Linked DNA regions of Oryctolagus cuniculus: region 2 is linked to region 1. A link is a contact called in public Micro-C data. All regions are on one chromosome and are shown on one strand. The core of a region is the stretch at or near the end of the contact, and the rest is flanking DNA. Distances in the headings are between cores, read along the strand shown.

The links. Hi-C and Micro-C count contacts between places; a contact is called where the count stands out from the background.
Region 2: a Micro-C map of ear pinna shows a contact between it and region 1, with 5 times the contacts expected there. The contact joins the promoter of TM9SF4 here to the promoter of ASXL1 in region 1. A contact is called at or near these places in 3 of 6 Hi-C or Micro-C datasets (ear pinna, psoas muscle and an unstated tissue).

Annotation. Positions count from the first base shown.
Region 1 is chr11:25,468,805-25,472,762 of mOryCun1.1, reverse strand. It overlaps ASXL1 (ASXL transcriptional regulator 1), which reads left to right and starts at 1,724. Exons shown (of 13, transcript XM_051845105.2): 1 at 1,724-2,233. The coding sequence starts at 2,177. LOC127490962 (a long non-coding RNA gene) reads right to left here and starts at 1,630. Exons shown (of 2, transcript XR_011379948.1): 1 at 1,496-1,630; 2 at 1-1,254.
Region 2 is chr11:25,678,104-25,682,061 of mOryCun1.1, reverse strand. TM9SF4 (transmembrane 9 superfamily member 4) reads left to right here and starts at 2,260. Exons shown (of 18, transcript XM_008256154.4): 1 at 2,260-2,520. The coding sequence starts at 2,506. LOC103348205 (a long non-coding RNA gene) reads right to left here and starts at 2,446. Exons shown (of 3, transcript XR_007919331.2): 1 at 2,310-2,446.

The DNA.
Region 1 (3,958 bases), core at 475-2,974:
AAATTGAGTCAGGTGGTTTGGAGGGGAGGGCTGTTCCTTCTCCCTCCCTCATGAGGTGAAGTTAGAAGATCTAAAGCATTTGGGGCCTGTGTCGTGGCGTAGCGGGGTAACCCACTGCCTGCGCCTCCAGCATCCCACGTGGGGACCGTTCTGGCTCCCAGCTGCTCCACTTCCAATCCAGCCCCCTACAAACACACCTGGGAAAGCAGCAGAAAATAGCAGAGTGGGATGGAATTCCAGGCTTCTGGCTTGGCCCAGGCCCAGCCCCAGCTGTTGCAGCCACTTAGGGAGTGAACCAGCAAGTGGAAGGCTCTACCCCTTCTCTGTGAATTCTTTCAAATAAATTAAAAAAAAATCCTCAAAATAACAGTGCCTTATTGCTTCTTCTACTCTCTGCTCACTCGCAGGGCCCTGTTTGCTGGCCACTGAGAGGCTTCTGTGTGGCCAGTGTTAGGGCAGGACCACTGTAGCCCTCGGGGTTAGCGGGAGGGCTGCATGGTCACGGTCTCCCGCCAGCCCTGGCCCTCTCCCGCCGGCCAACAGGACAGAGTGGAGGGTGTGTTTCCTCAGCCAGAAACACTTTTCAAAGGCAGCGCCCACCTTGCTTTCACAAGTCTTCTTTTAAAGAGCTGGCCATTAATTCAATTCAGAACTGATTCAAGAAAAGCAGCTGGACACTGGTAAACAAATAACCACAGAGAGCCTGTGTGCCGCAGAGCGCTGCAGCTCATCGCGCCCAGGCTCAGTGAGGCTGGTACTCGGCCCGCAGCCGCTCGGTTGGTAGGCACAGCTGCCATTTATTGAACATTTGCTCGGTGCTAGCCAGGAGCCAAATCACATGGACCCAACGATGTGAAGGCCCCCCTGCCATCTCCCAGGTGTTTTACGTTCACTTTACTCCCACTGACGCTGTGAGATACTAGACTAATGCAAATCAGAAAACTCAGGCTCGGGGAGGCGGAGCCCCTCGCCGGGCCGCAGGCCCTGAGCTCTCTCCAGGGTACTTACTGCCTCTAAAAAGGCCACTCAGGCGCCTACCGGTCAGCGAGGTCCCGGCGTCCAGCACCTGGCGCTCTGCGCTGTGGGTGCGGCCCCCGCCGACAGCGGCGCGGAAGCCCGGCAGGAAACGGACACCTGGCTGGGCCCGCCAATCCTGGGGCAACCGTTTCACCGCTATGAGTGTCTTTTCTCATTATTATGCGGCTCTGAGTCATTTAGGGGCGGACCAAAAGGGAAAGTCCTGCCTCTCGTCACCTACGAGAAATGTGGGTGAGCGGGAGCTGCCGGCCCTCGGTCCCCACCCTCACCGGCTCGCCGGCCCCACCGCGAAAAGCGCCGAACGGGTTAAGCGTGGTAGGGGGCGACCAGCCACCGCCCCTTCCCAGCATCACCTCCCAGAATCCCTCGGGGCCCAGCCAGTTCCCGCACCTCGCGAGACTCCGCCCAGTCCCTTCCCCGAACGACTGCTCGGCTCCCCCGCCCCCCCGTTGCTTACCGAGCTCTGCGCGAAGCGGGGGACGGAAGGGGGAGGGCGGAAAAGATGGCCTCGGGGCATGCCGGGAACTGTGGTCCGAGGCCTTCGCGCAGCCATACCCTTCCGGAGCGGGGGAGGCCAGGGAGGCTGCCGGGACTACGACTCCCAGCCGCCCTTTCGGTTTGTTTTTGTTCAAAAAAAAAAAACCCCACACTCCCCCTCCTCACTCTTCACACACACTCTCACACACCCACGGCGGACACGCACGCACCCGGGCGCCGAAGAGAAAGCCGCGCCGCGCCATCCCGCCCCGCCGCCAGTCCTGTCTCCGTCCCTCAGCAGAGCGGGAAACCGGAGGCCGGAGCCGTGACCTCTGACCCCGTGGTTATGCGGAGCCGCCGCATTCCTTAGCGATCGCGGGGCTGTTGCCGCCGCCGCCGTGGGTGACTGACGCAGCGCGGGCGCGTGGAGCCGCCGCCGCCCCTCCCCCACCGCCGCCCTCGCGCCGGGTCTCGCGCCAGCCGGTCCCCAAGCACCCGCTCCGTCTCCCCGGCCGCACCCGAGTCCTCGCGCGCCGCCGCCGCCGCCGCCGCCACGCGCCCCCCGCCGCCGCCGCCGGCCCAGCCCCGCGCCGCCGCCGCCCCAGCCCGCCCCGCCCGGAGGTCCCGCGTGGAGCCGCCGCCGCCGGGGAGGAGGAGGAGGATGAAGGACAAACAGAAGAGGAAGAAGGAGCGCACGTGGGCCGAGGCCGCGCGCCTGGTGAGGCAGGCAGCCGCCGGGGCTCCGTGGGGGGCGTGGGGGGTGGGCTGTCCGCGCACCCCCCGCTGGGCGGGGGAGGGGTGAGGCCCTGCCCACCGCGCGAGGGGGCGGGGCCGCCCTTGCCGTAGGAACCGGACGACACCCCCACCCCACCCCCGGTGCGGGCGTCGGGTGGGGAGCGGTCCCCCGCCGGGACGGGCTGTGGCGCCTTTTTCTGCACGCCCCCCCTGAATTCCTGCGGAGGGGCGAGCTGGCGGGCGGCTCCTCCCCCTCCGGGCGGCGGGGCCCCAGCCTCCCCTCCCCCACCGCGGGCAGCGTCTGGGGGTCTGCGGAAGAAGCGCCGTTAATTCGCCCGGGGGAGTTAGGTTTCGGGAAGGGGCAGAAGCCCCTCCTCCGCTTCCTGGGGGGTAGGCGGGGTTGGCGTGGTTGGGTCCGGGGGTCGGAAAATGCCCCCCGTTTCAAGGACGCCAGTGGCATTGTGAGCCCGCCTGGGCTAAGCCAGGTTTGTGGAGGCCAGCGAGGGTTTCACTCGGTACTCGAACCCTGCGCGCTGGTTCTCAAACTTGAGCGGCCCCGGGGGAGGTGTCGGGAGCGTGAGAATCTCCCCGTGCGCGGCTTCCCGGGGACTGCGGGCAGGTGGGCCGCGGGCCGCTGGAGGAGCCCTGGCCGGAGCGTGCGTCTTCAGAGGCTCCTAGCCGAGCCTGAGTGCACTTTGCAGGGAATGGGTGTTGCACAAAGACGCGGTGTCCCTGTTTGGAGATGCTGCACAGGCGGGAGTAACGGGAGTCCTGGAGCTGCCCGGGGAGGGGCGCTGTGAATTTCCAGTCGGGGGACTTCCGAGTGAAATGTCTTCCTTTTGGATTTGCACCCTCGAGGCCCAGACGCCTGGAGACATGTTACAGAGTCTCGCAGATGACAGTAGTTAGAGATGTCACTTCCCCGGAACTGGCACGGAGTGCCGTCTGGGCGCAGATAGGGTACGTGGCTGTTGACACCTGTAGTTTATCCTGATTGCCATAATTTACTTTTAATGAGTGAAACCCAGCCTTCCAATTTATCTTCTTACTGAAAGTGAGTTTCTGCCTCACGTCAATAATTAAATAACAATGTGCGTCGTTGGAGGTTGATAGAAATCGAGAGAACACCTTTTTCTTTCCTGGGAGTCTGTAAAACTCAGTTATTGATTTACCAGAAGTGGAGCTGTTTGGGCTACAGGAGGATTTTCACTGGTGCTCCTGTTACCCTGCCTGGGCTGCAAGGCACAAGGGACACAAACAGTAGGTGTGTAGATGCCGAAGTTCTGCACTTCAGTTTTGGGTTGAGCTCTTAAATGATTTTTCCAGAGCCAATAGAAATTGGAACCTATGGCTGTTTTCAGAATCTTGGAAATTTCAGGATTTCTCCAGTGTTGTTTCATCTGGAAACGCATCAGCTCTCAAAGGGAGGAGGGAGCCCAAAGGAGGTGTTCTCTTTCCCTCCAGGTTGAGTTTTGAGTGTTCATTGAAACTTGAGTTCTGTTAGGAGGGTGTTTATGGCTCTGGGCACCCAAAGGAAATTTGCTTGCCAGAGTTTTACTTGTGAGGTTGGGGAAAGTACCTTTAAATCCTGTGTTGTTTATGCCCTGACAGTTCTAAAGTCTGTTTGTCTCAAAGCTCTGTTGGCTCTTTCTAGTTAAGAGACTTCAAAAGCTTGAGATCCACTGTTTGGTCAAACCTCTTAGGTTCT
Region 2 (3,958 bases), core at 1,011-3,510, 210 kb before region 1:
GTGATGGCAAGTCTGGAACCCAGTTCCACCGTCTGTGAGAATCTAGCAAACCTTCTGGCTCTCTCAAGTGTTCTCGCCCTTGGTAATAATACCAGATCTGCTCTTGAGCGTGGGGGTGTGGTCACAAGAGCTGAAGGCTATGTCAGTGATCCACTGCCTGACAAGTCACCCGAACTACAAGTCACCGAACTACAACACCTGGGCCGTTATTTCCCCACGTGGCGCTGATGAGGTTACTCACAAGGCTACATTTGGCCGGCAATTCAGCGAGAGTTAGATTGTCCCCAACGGCTGTGCTTACATGGAAAGCGCTCAGCTGGAGTTTCCAGAACACCCTGAGGAGCTGCCTGGGCCTCCCTCTCTCCGTGCAGCTCTCCAGCAGGGTAATCAAACTTCTTTACCTCCAATGGAGTGGAAACAGAAGCTGCTACGTCTCTCAACCCATCATGTCCTGATATTCTAAATATAGGACACTGTAAAAATTTAATTTGGGCAATAAGTAAATGACGTATGGTAACTTTGAAATAAATATTATGTCACTGAAATATTCACAAAATTGAAAACTTGGGACTTAATGGGTTAAGGCCCAGACTTAGAACTGAAAGTTAGTTTTCCCACATTCTACTAGTCAAAGCAAGTGATGTGACCAGCCAGTTTCAACAGGAGAAACAGTCTACTCTCTGCAGGAAAAATGTTCCTGCAAACATGGGAGTAGTTGTGGGCAGCTATCTTCACAGAAAATCCACCACAAGGGCGTCCATAGTTGGAGATCAGAGCTCAACTGTCCCCTGCCAAGAGGCAGAATTAGGTAAGACTCTTATGAGGGGGCCGGTGCTGTGGCGTAGCAGGTAAAGCCGCCTTCTGCGGTGCTAGCATCCCATATGAGAGCTGGTTCAAGTCCCGGCTGCCCCACTTCTGATCCAGCTCTCTGCTATGGCCTGGGAAAGCAGAAGACGGCCCAAGTCCTTGGGCCCCTGCACCCTGTGGGAGACCCAGAAGTTCCTGTCTCCTGGCTTTGGATCAGCTAGCTCTGGCTGCCGCAGCCACCTTGGGAATGAACCAGTGGATGGAAGATCTCTCTTTCCCTCTCTGCCTCTGCCTCTTTAATAAATAAATCTTTTTATAAAAAAAGACTCTTATAAACTGTTTTAGCACAATGCTACATGTTGTAGCACACAGCAAACACTGATTATTATTGTTAGTAATCATTGTTCCCTTAACAACCTTTTTTTTAAAAAAATTGATTTATTTATTTGAAAGTCAGAGTTACACAGAGAGAGAAGGAGAGGCAGAGATAGAGAGGTCTTCCATCTATTGGTTCACTCCTATTTGGCTGCAGTGGCCGGAGCTGTGCAGATCCAAAGCCAGGAGCCAGGAGCTTCTTCCAGGTCTCCCACATGGGTGAGGGTCCCAAGGACTTGGGCCATCTTCTACTGCTTTCCCAGGCCATAACAGAGAGCTGGATAGGAAGTGGAGCAGCCAGGACTTGAACTAGCGCCCATATGGGATACCAGCACTGCAGGCAGTGGCCCTACCTGCTAGCCAGCCCCCCTTAACAACCTTTTGAAACACACTAAGACAGCTTAGCCTGGTACTGAATCTAGCTTAAAGCAACATACATACAGCAAGTGACCTTTGAAGTCTTCTCATCTTAGTACTGTGATTCTTTGGGTCTCTATATATATTGGAAACTAAGGCTTAGGAAGTTTGAGAGACTTGTCTCCACGCACACACCCAGCTTCCTAGCACAGGATGAAGGCCACATTCAAAGATGTCTCCCTCCACCCCACATGCAGTTTCCTTCATTGGCTTGATAAACAGAGTGTCCTATTGGGCACCTACCATATGCTTGGAGTACACATAAGGATACAGTGGCTGTGACTTACTGGATACATCCTATGTTGTTAGACGTACACCCTATGTTAGGGACTCCTCATGGTAAGCCTACACTCAAGTACAAAAGCTCCCTTCCCATTATGTAGATAAAAGTGAGGCAGAGCAAGGTTAAATAAAAGCCAACTTCCTACCCTCATAAGAATTAAAGTCCATCAGCTAGTATATAAGATAGTTAAGTAAATAATTAAATACGTAATTACAAATCATTCTCGGAGTGGGGCTGCTTTTGGAGCCCAGGTGCTAACCTCATCCGTCCAAATCGAAGTCGCAGGTAACCCTGGTAACGGGTCGTCCCGCCAATAATAAAGATGGCGCCCACAGAGCCAGCGCGTTTCCACACGCCCCTATGGCCCACAATGCAGCGGGAGTGGGGAGTAGCTTCCGCCAGGAGCTAATATGGTTCCCTTACTTACACAGCCTTCTCTCTTCGCCTAAACAGCCACTTGTACCCACATCAGGCTGCCGAGCTGGGGCTAAGCTTACTATGCCACTCCGCTGACCGCGACCACAGAGTGGACTGAAACCGGGAGATCGCCTCACTGAGTTAAATTCTGTAACCCGGGGAACACCACTTCCGCCGACGTCATCACGGCGACACGTGGATCCAAGATGGCGGTGGCGATGGTGAGTGAAGGAGACTCCGGGAGCCGGAGCTGGAGCAGGGCTTTCCAAAGGGTACCTCGGGACCTTCCGGCGCCCCATGCCTGGCCCAAAGCCACGCCCGGAACCCCTGGCTCAGGTTACCCCTGAGTGGGGTTGCCTCCCAGAAAATCTCCCTCCCGCGGCTGAGCCCCGCCGTCAGGCTTGTCAAGGCCCCGAGTTTTGGGGGAGGCGCCGTTTCGGAGGGAGTCCTCGTCTACTGCCTCCGCCTGTACCCATTCCTACTTTGGTCCCCGCGGCTGCACCCTCCTGCTCCGACTCCTCCAAAGAACTCCCCATTATCTCCACACTCGCTTTTCCCCCTCACATGCAGACCCTGCTCTCCCCGCCTGCCCACCATCCTGACCTGTCGGCGCAAGAATCCGCGCCTGTCACCAGCCTCCCAGCCGGAGCCCTGGCCTCACCTTCGGCCTCAGCTGTCCCGACTGCCACTATCCCAGAGCAAATGCCCTCACCTGTAGCACCCCCGTCTTCCATCCCTCGTTCCCCCCCGCCCCTCCTGTCTTTTCCCAGTTAGCTGTTTCTCTCCTAGGGATCTTTCATCCCACTGCTTCCCAAACTTTACTACGCCTGCGAATCCCGGGGGGGGGGGGGGGGGGGGCATGTTATAAATGCAGGCTCCTGAGTCCCACTGCCAGTGCCGGTGCTGTGGTGGTGGCTGGGGATGCCCGGGCATCTGCTCTTGTACAAGCGGTTCAGTGAACCTGCGAACGCCTCTGGCACCTGCGGGCTGCCACTCTCATTCGCTTGTGGAGGGACCAGAACTAACATTGCAGTTGCTTAGTGCAGAGTGGTTTATTTCCTGGGTGCTCCAGCATGTCGCTTCCACAGCAGATAATTCCATTCTGGGAGGAAGTGACGGGGGAGCGTCAGAGGCCAGGAAGTGACATTTGGCTTTAGCAAAGGAAGACTCTTGCTTAAATTCTTGCGTGTTGGTTGTCTCCAAGTCTGTTTCTGGTGACGGGTTTCCCTCCTGTTAACTGACTGGGAACTGGGCTTTCTTGTTCAAGGAAGAATTTCTTATATACAGCTTCAGAGGTCAGGCTGCTGTGGTCTTAGCTGAACCAAGTGTGGGGCAAATCCCCAAAGTGGCGTTTGAAGCCCATTTTTTTCTGTGCCACATTCGGAACAAGGATGGGGTAAGAACGTAACAGGAAGTCACACCCTCTCTTGCCATAGGGAAAAAGTACAATACAGAGAGGTATTTATAACATTGCACTAGGGAATTTTATGCCCGGTTCCGAGGTTTTAAAGAGGTTATAATTTAGCAATGCATGTTTCGTTACACGTTTATTTAATGAACAAATATTTGAATGCCTACTCCGTGCCAGGAACTCGGATATAGTGGTGAATTACAGGGTCAAGGCCTTCCCCTTTGGAGCTTTTGTGAGCAAGTGAATAC